Linked DNA regions of Rattus norvegicus: region 2 is linked to region 1. A link is a contact called in public Hi-C data. All regions are on one chromosome and are shown on one strand. The core of a region is the stretch at or near the end of the contact, and the rest is flanking DNA. Distances in the headings are between cores, read along the strand shown.

Evidence for each region. A called contact is a pair of places that touch in the nucleus more often than the background predicts.
Region 2: a contact with region 1 is called in a Hi-C map of frontal cortex, with 1.8 times the contacts expected there. The contact joins two enhancer-like sites. A contact is called at or near these places in 5 of 12 Hi-C or Micro-C datasets (the A7r5 cell line, Schwann cells, frontal cortex and 2 more).

The regions. Positions count from the first base shown.
Region 1 is chr11:97,464,069-97,467,445 of GRCr8, forward strand. It overlaps Mapk1 (mitogen activated protein kinase 1), which reads right to left. Exons shown (of 9, transcript NM_053842.2): 9 at 1-2,271. Among named protein-coding and RNA genes, the nearest start is that of Ypel1, 25 kb to the left of the region's middle. Within about 2 kb of position 1,598, at least 29 of the 93 cell types and tissues checked have an H3K27ac peak or open chromatin away from gene starts, as enhancers often do.
Region 2 is chr11:97,565,828-97,569,204 of GRCr8, forward strand. It overlaps a transcript of Ppm1f not described here. Among named protein-coding and RNA genes, the nearest start is that of Ppm1f, 31 kb to the right of the region's middle. Within about 2 kb of position 1,779, at least 28 of the 93 cell types and tissues checked have an H3K27ac peak or open chromatin away from gene starts, as enhancers often do.

The DNA.
Region 1 (3,377 bases), core at 348-2,847:
AGGAGAACTGTCAGGGCTTTAAAAAAAAAGACAAAAAGAAAAAGGAAAACTGACCACTACTCTATCAATGAAAGCTGAACCTCCCCTCCTTCAGTGCCAGGTAGGGTTCATGTGTGGATGTGAATAGCGGGGCTTTACACCAAGAACTGAGATCTGGTTCCTGGGATGAGCCGTATGAGGTGTGAGTGTCCCCTGAATCTGGTGGCAGGTGCCATGGGGGGGGTGGTGGTGGCGGGTGCCATGGGACGCTGAACAGACACCTGCGCCCCTCCCCCCACTCCTGGGGGCAAGAAGGCCCTTTTCAGAGGGAACCAGACTCCACCTCGGTATGTTTGTTCTGACTACTTGAGACCTGGTTTTAAGAGAGGACCATGTCAGATTCATTTGCTCTTCAGGGCAGAAGGGGAGGACCTTTCTTTTGGTTTCTGAGACAGGGCCTAGAAAGTCCCAACTGTCTTGGACCTCCCTATGCAAACCAGGCTTGCTTCCAATTCAGAGACCCACCTGCCTCTGACTTCTGAATGCTGGGATTAAAGGTGCATGCCATCTTATGTAAACTGATGTGTGGGGCAGTGCATGGGGAGTGGGGTGGAGAGAAATAGAGTAAGGCCCATGAACAGTTCTGTCTGAAGCACAAGTTATAAATTGATTAGGACACACCGATCCAGAGGAAATCAACACTGCATCTTATCATCGGTGTAAAGATAAAGATGTACATTTATTTCCATGAGTTACAAGTGCATTGCACTGCTGTTCATACTAACAGGCAGTCTATAGAACCCATTTTCCATTGCTATCAAAATAAAATAAAATAAAATAAAAACCAAGAAAATAAAAGGACAGTTGAGAAATGAAAAGTTAATAATATAATTATCTTTCCTATATTATCTTCTGGGTAGCATTCTCTTCATGGAATACAACTCAGAGGTCACAACAGATTTCACTCAACCAAAGGATGTGACACTTGGACATTGGTCTCTGCACAGAGACCTTAACAGTCATGCAATAGCACAGTAAGTATTGAACAAGGCAAATTTCTCATCAGAGAGCAGTGAGGGGTTGGGAGGCACTGCACTGGGATAACACCATCAACTCCACAGCACACAGTGCAGGAACAAAATATAGGAGAGAAGGAAAGAAAAAGAGAGCTTCAACAGTTACTGCTAGCCTTTTATGACGTTAACTCAGCAGTACCAGAAACATCTCTAACTTGGCAACAGCTTCGTGAGGAGAGCTCATGAAGGCTTTATTACATACAAGTCATTACACTGCTGAAAGATGAGCTCGCGGTGCTGACATGCTGCAGGAGAAGAACTGTACACTTTCTCACTCAAAGATGCAGTGTTCCCTTTAACTAAATCCCCAGGCAGTGAGCATGGTTACAAAGCAGCCTTCTGTGTGGGACAGTTCAAGGCTGTATGGCGCTCCACCCTGAACATCTAGGTCAGCCTGCTCTCTACTTTTCTGGAAACTTCCACAGCTTTGTGCATGTCCATCTTGCAGCGAATGACAAGCACAGCTGTTACTTTCAATCTCTGGCTAAGGATAGTGTGTAACATTTTGGCAAGCACCACACCTCCATTACAATAGAGTAACCATAGAAACCTGAAGAATATCATTGCTGGTGCAATGCTTCCTCTCTATTTCATTTAAACAATGACCACATTCTTAAAAAGCTGGGAAAATACCACATAGTTTAAATTTGGGACTTACACGATACCCAGAAAAATGCCCCAAAGGACTCCTGCAACAGAAGCGCCTGCCCCTGCAGCCTGCACCACCATCCAGGGCCGCCCGAAAGCTCCGATCTGAGCAGACAGCTACAGCCAACAGATGGCGTGTAAGTTTGGAGCTGTCACTGACTTAAGGTGCCTTATGTCTTAGCCTTCCCTAATGTAAGGTGGGTGGGCATAACTGGAACAAGTCTGTTAAGACTTGCTCTGAGGAGGCTGACAGTTCAGTAGGTGACATGTAGGAAGGATTCAGGGCAGGGAGGAACCACTGCATCTTTCAAACCAGAAAGCAGTTACTGACTAAACAACAGTGAGCACTTGAGTGCACTGAGTGCAACTGTGCAGGGCCTGGTGCAGGAGAACTCTCTGGACTGAAGAATTCCGTGAAAGTATAAAAGCCACTACGACCAGAACTGCCCCTCGGAACGGCTCAAAGGAGTCAAGAGTGGGTAAGCTGAGACGGGCTGGAGACAGGACCAGGGTCAAGAACTGGGGGGACACCGACATCTGAACGCGTCCAGTCCTCTGAGCCCTTGTCCTGTAAAACAAAGATAAACTCAGGAGTAAGGATTGAGCCATGTGAGAACAGTAAAGGCAACAGCACAAAATGGCAAAGTAAAAATGTAACGGGATGAAAAGATTGTCAAAAGATCACTGCACTCTCACACCCACACCACAAGTGTAATGTGCAGGTCCTAAAGGCTCTGCCCTCATGCCACAGCCATCTTTTTCAGACAATTCTTAAGAGCTGAGTTGGTACTGTGTGGTGGTCTGAATGAAAATGGTCTCTGCACGCTTATAGGGAAAGGCACAATTATTAAGGTATGGAGTTGTTAGAGTAGGTGTGACCTTGTTGGAGAAAATGTGTCACTGGGGGTGGGCTTTGAGGTTTCAGAAGCAGAAGCCAGGCCCAGAGGCTCACTGTGTCTTCCTGATGCCTGCCAATCTGGATGTAGAACTCTTGGCTACCTCTCCAAAAACCATGTCTTACAGTGAGCCATTGTGCTTCCCTCCATGATGATAACGGACTAAACCTCTCAACTATAAGCCAGCACCAATCACATAAACTTTATAGGAGTCGCTGTGCAATTGGTGTCTCTTACACTCATAGACTTGCTGGCTTCCCAAGATACCCACCATTCCCACAGTCAAAACCAGAGTTTACAAAGTCTTTTCAAAGTATTGTGTCTTCTTTCTCTTCTTTGGAAGACTCCCTTTCTCAGGATGACTGGGTAGGATAGTCACCTGTGCTCATAATGGGATGTGTTGTTAACACCCAAGTTTTCTCTTACTAAGAACAACTAAGCCCTGGTGGGCAGTGAGGATAGTAGACTGGGATTCTGAAAGGTGAGAGGTTGTTGCTGATTCCCAGCGGTGGATGGTGGGAATGACCACATCTATCGTCCAGTCAGCCTCCATTTGTCTGTGTTCAGAAAAATGGTCACCTGCCTTACCTCCAGCAGCCTGCATATGGCTGGCCAACTACAGTGTCACCATGGGAAAATACAAGTCACATCTCTCCTCACTCGTATTATTTATGTTTTTACTTGGGAGATATTTTACTCCAAACCAAATCTACTCTTACCATATTTAAGCTGACAAAGTGCTCACTGCACAGTAACAGGTGAACTTACTCATTGTGTA
Region 2 (3,377 bases), core at 529-3,028, 100 kb after region 1:
GGGTAAAAGAAACAAGGCAGACAAGGCTGGGGAACAGAAGAGGCCCCAAAAGGCAAAGTGGACAGGGCCTGGGCTGAGCCAGGGCTGGGGAAGGAGTGCGGCCGGCCGGGATAGTAAACCCCAGCAAGGTGAAGGCACCCGGGCCTCTCCTAGTTCTCAGGATCAGATAAGAATACTTAAAAAGCAGAAATGGTGTTTATCGGAAGGCTTCCTTTTTTTTCCCCCCACGTGGAAAGGTTTAATGAGAGAAGAGTAGACGAGGAGAGGAGTAAAGGCCGGCCATGAGCATGTGGAGGAAAGTGGGGGCGGGGAATGGGGAGAGAAGGGACGAGGGGGAAGAGCAAGAGAGAGAGAGAGAGAGAGAGAGTGAGAGCAAGGGAGGAGCATCTTGACTTGAGATAGTTTATACAGTAGTAACAGGTTTCTTCCAGCATCTCGCACACTCTCAGTTTTGGATGACCCACCCTACCCTCACTTGCATCCCCCCTCCCCCGCCCTGTTTGATGAAGGAATCACAAACCAAATGACAGAAACCACAGAGATTCTGAAAACTGCCTCTTCCTCGGGTTGAAGAACTGCTCGTGTAGGCTTTGCAGGCAGTATATCTTCCACTCTTGGTGGAGATTTGGTAGATGGCTTTGTGGGATGCCCTGTTATCCCTCGGAGCTGTGTGAGATGTCAGGATGATGTCTTCTACATGGCTGGACTGAGCCCTGCCCCTGCCGGTTCTCAGTTGTCTTGACTTGAAATGATGTATTGATCCCCAAGGGTACCGAGGCAGCTTTCAGTTGTCCTGAAGAGCGGTTTCTTGGGTACTGGGGGCTCCAATCCACTTGACCCTGCATGTGCTTATTGCACTGAAGACTTTGGGAGCAAATTCCATTCTAACCAGCAAGGTGGGTGAGGTGGCAGGAGTTGCAAGTCACTGTGGAGGGACGGAGGGCTGCAGGTCTAGAGTCAGATGGGGAGTTCAGTGGATCCAGGTAGGTCTCTCTTAAAGGCCACTTGCTATAATTGTTCTGAGGCAGGTCCCTTACCTGTTCTGGCAAGTCTTTAAGGACCAGTCACTGGGTTCTGTAGTTTCAAGCTTTTCATTAGATCAGTGAGCCTTGTCTGACATTGAAATTCGCCATCAGGGCAGGCTCCCTCAGCTGCCGCCCTTCATACCCTGATTTAGCTACCTGGACTGTGGATCTACCTGGCTGCCCAGGCACTACGAGGTCTGTGGAGAGACCCTTAGTCTTAACATCCCTCTCTTATGCTACTGCTGACATCTCACCAGCTGAGGTTTCAAGACAGCGTTTCTCTGTAGATCAGGTTAACCTAGAACTCAGAGATCACCCTACTTCTGCCTCCCTCAGTGCTGTGATTAAAGGTGTGCATCACCACGTCCAGCCTAAAGCAGACTCACTACAAGTCAGGTATTTCAGTTGCTCTTGGCAAGCATGTTTCTAGACTTAGCACACACCATCTTTTAACTTGGCTCCGTTCTAGAACTGTGCTTAAATCCTGATGCACAGCTCTGTGCTGCAGCTTTGTTTCCATGGCAACCCTAAGCTCTTTATGACTCTCCTTAGAGATTTTTAAGTGGTGTTTTTGGATTATTCGGTGTGGTGGCTTGAGTATGAAATGTCCCCGGAGATCTGAACACTTGGTCTGCAGCTGGTGGCACTGTTTGGGAAGGTTATGGAGCCTCCAGGAAGTGCAGTGGAGGGTAGTGGTGGGTCACTGGGGGGTGGACTTTGAAGGTTTGTAGCTGGCCCTGCTTCCTCTGTATGGATGAGATCTGTTCTTCTGGGCTGCTCGGTTGGCCTCACACCCTACCTGGATGGGTTGTGAGCCAAAATGAACTGTCTTCCATCACTTGCTTTTCTTCAGTGTTTTAGTCACAACAATGTGAAAGCAATTTATTTGGGTATTTCCAGACAATAAACCCAAAACCGTGGAATTTTAACATTTGTCTGTTCTACTGAGATAAAATTAGACTGAACACAAAAGCATGTCTGCTGTGCTGAGAAAACAGAACTTAGGGGAAATGTAAACAAAAAGAGTGACCCATAACCGCGTCTCAGAAGTCAGCAGTGGGCGCTCAGTGCACTCACTCACCAGAGCCCCCGGGCTGTGCTTCCCACTGTGCACCCCGTCTTCTGTGAGCTTCTGCCCTTGGCCCTGCATGAAGGACATGGCAAGTGCCAGGCAGAGAGCAGGGTGGAAGCCCAAGAAATGCCTGGCGCTTTAGTGCCCATGCAGGTGGTTCTGTGAGGGTCTATGTCCAGAGGTGGCCCCAACTCACTGGAGGACCTTGTACTCAGTGCCCGAATGCTGGGTTCCCCAGGGGCCTGACCCTCTACCCCACAGCTGGTGGGATGGACAATCTCAGGATGAGTCCCAGGACCAGCTGGCTAGGTACTTTCTCAAATCTTCAGCAGCTTCCAAACACACCCTGGATGCCAAGAGGTCCCCAGACCCACCATGTCTCTTGAAGGCTCAGGTTTTCAATGCTCTGTCCCAAGTACCAAGCTGTTGGTGCTATTTTGGGAAATTGCGGAAACCAGCAGGCAGGACTTGGGTTTTGGAAGCTGATCACATCCTGTGGGTCCCCGGTCACTTCTCTCCACTCTTCTTGGGTTGGCTTTGAGGTAGACAGTCATGAAGTCTGTCACGTGTTCCTGCTCAAGCACACGGGATCAACCATGGGCTGAACTCTCTAGAACACCTTCTTTTAAAATACTTGAGTATTGGATACACAGGTTAACTGTAGACAGGCACACAGGGGACAGACGCAGTAGCACTCAGGAATCTTGAATATATGGTTTATTGACACCAGTATAGGGGCCCCAGGGGAAGACTGTCCTATGAGCTCATAACCTTGGGACTTGTCTCTAAGACTAAAGGAACATGGTGTCTTAGAACAAGACTCCCAGGAAGCCCCCTGAAATAACCCTTGGCAAGGCCCACATGGCATGTAAATGGCAAAGCTTGGTGTGTTTGGTAAAGCCAAAGAGTCCAGTGCAAAAGCACGGGACTCCAGAAGACGGTCCCTGGAGGCTACAGATGCTGAAGCAAACCAGCCCAGCTTGCGTCACACAAATTGGCCTGGCTTCCCTACAGTATGGCCAGAGCCATCCTCCTGGCCTGAGAATACAGTTGAGGTAGCCAGGACACCCATGCTGAAACTTACCACTGGGAGAGAGGGGCACTTCGTGCAGAGCCCAAGAGGGCAGGGGCAGACAGATCATGGTGAACAGCAGGGCTTTTAAGACCTCCAGGTGCTGATACCCCTCCCACGAGTTCTGAGACTCCCAAAGCTGTGCCTCAGACACCTTGCTTCAACACTCCTTGTGCCCTCCCACCTCTTACGCCCCCAGGCCCTAGTT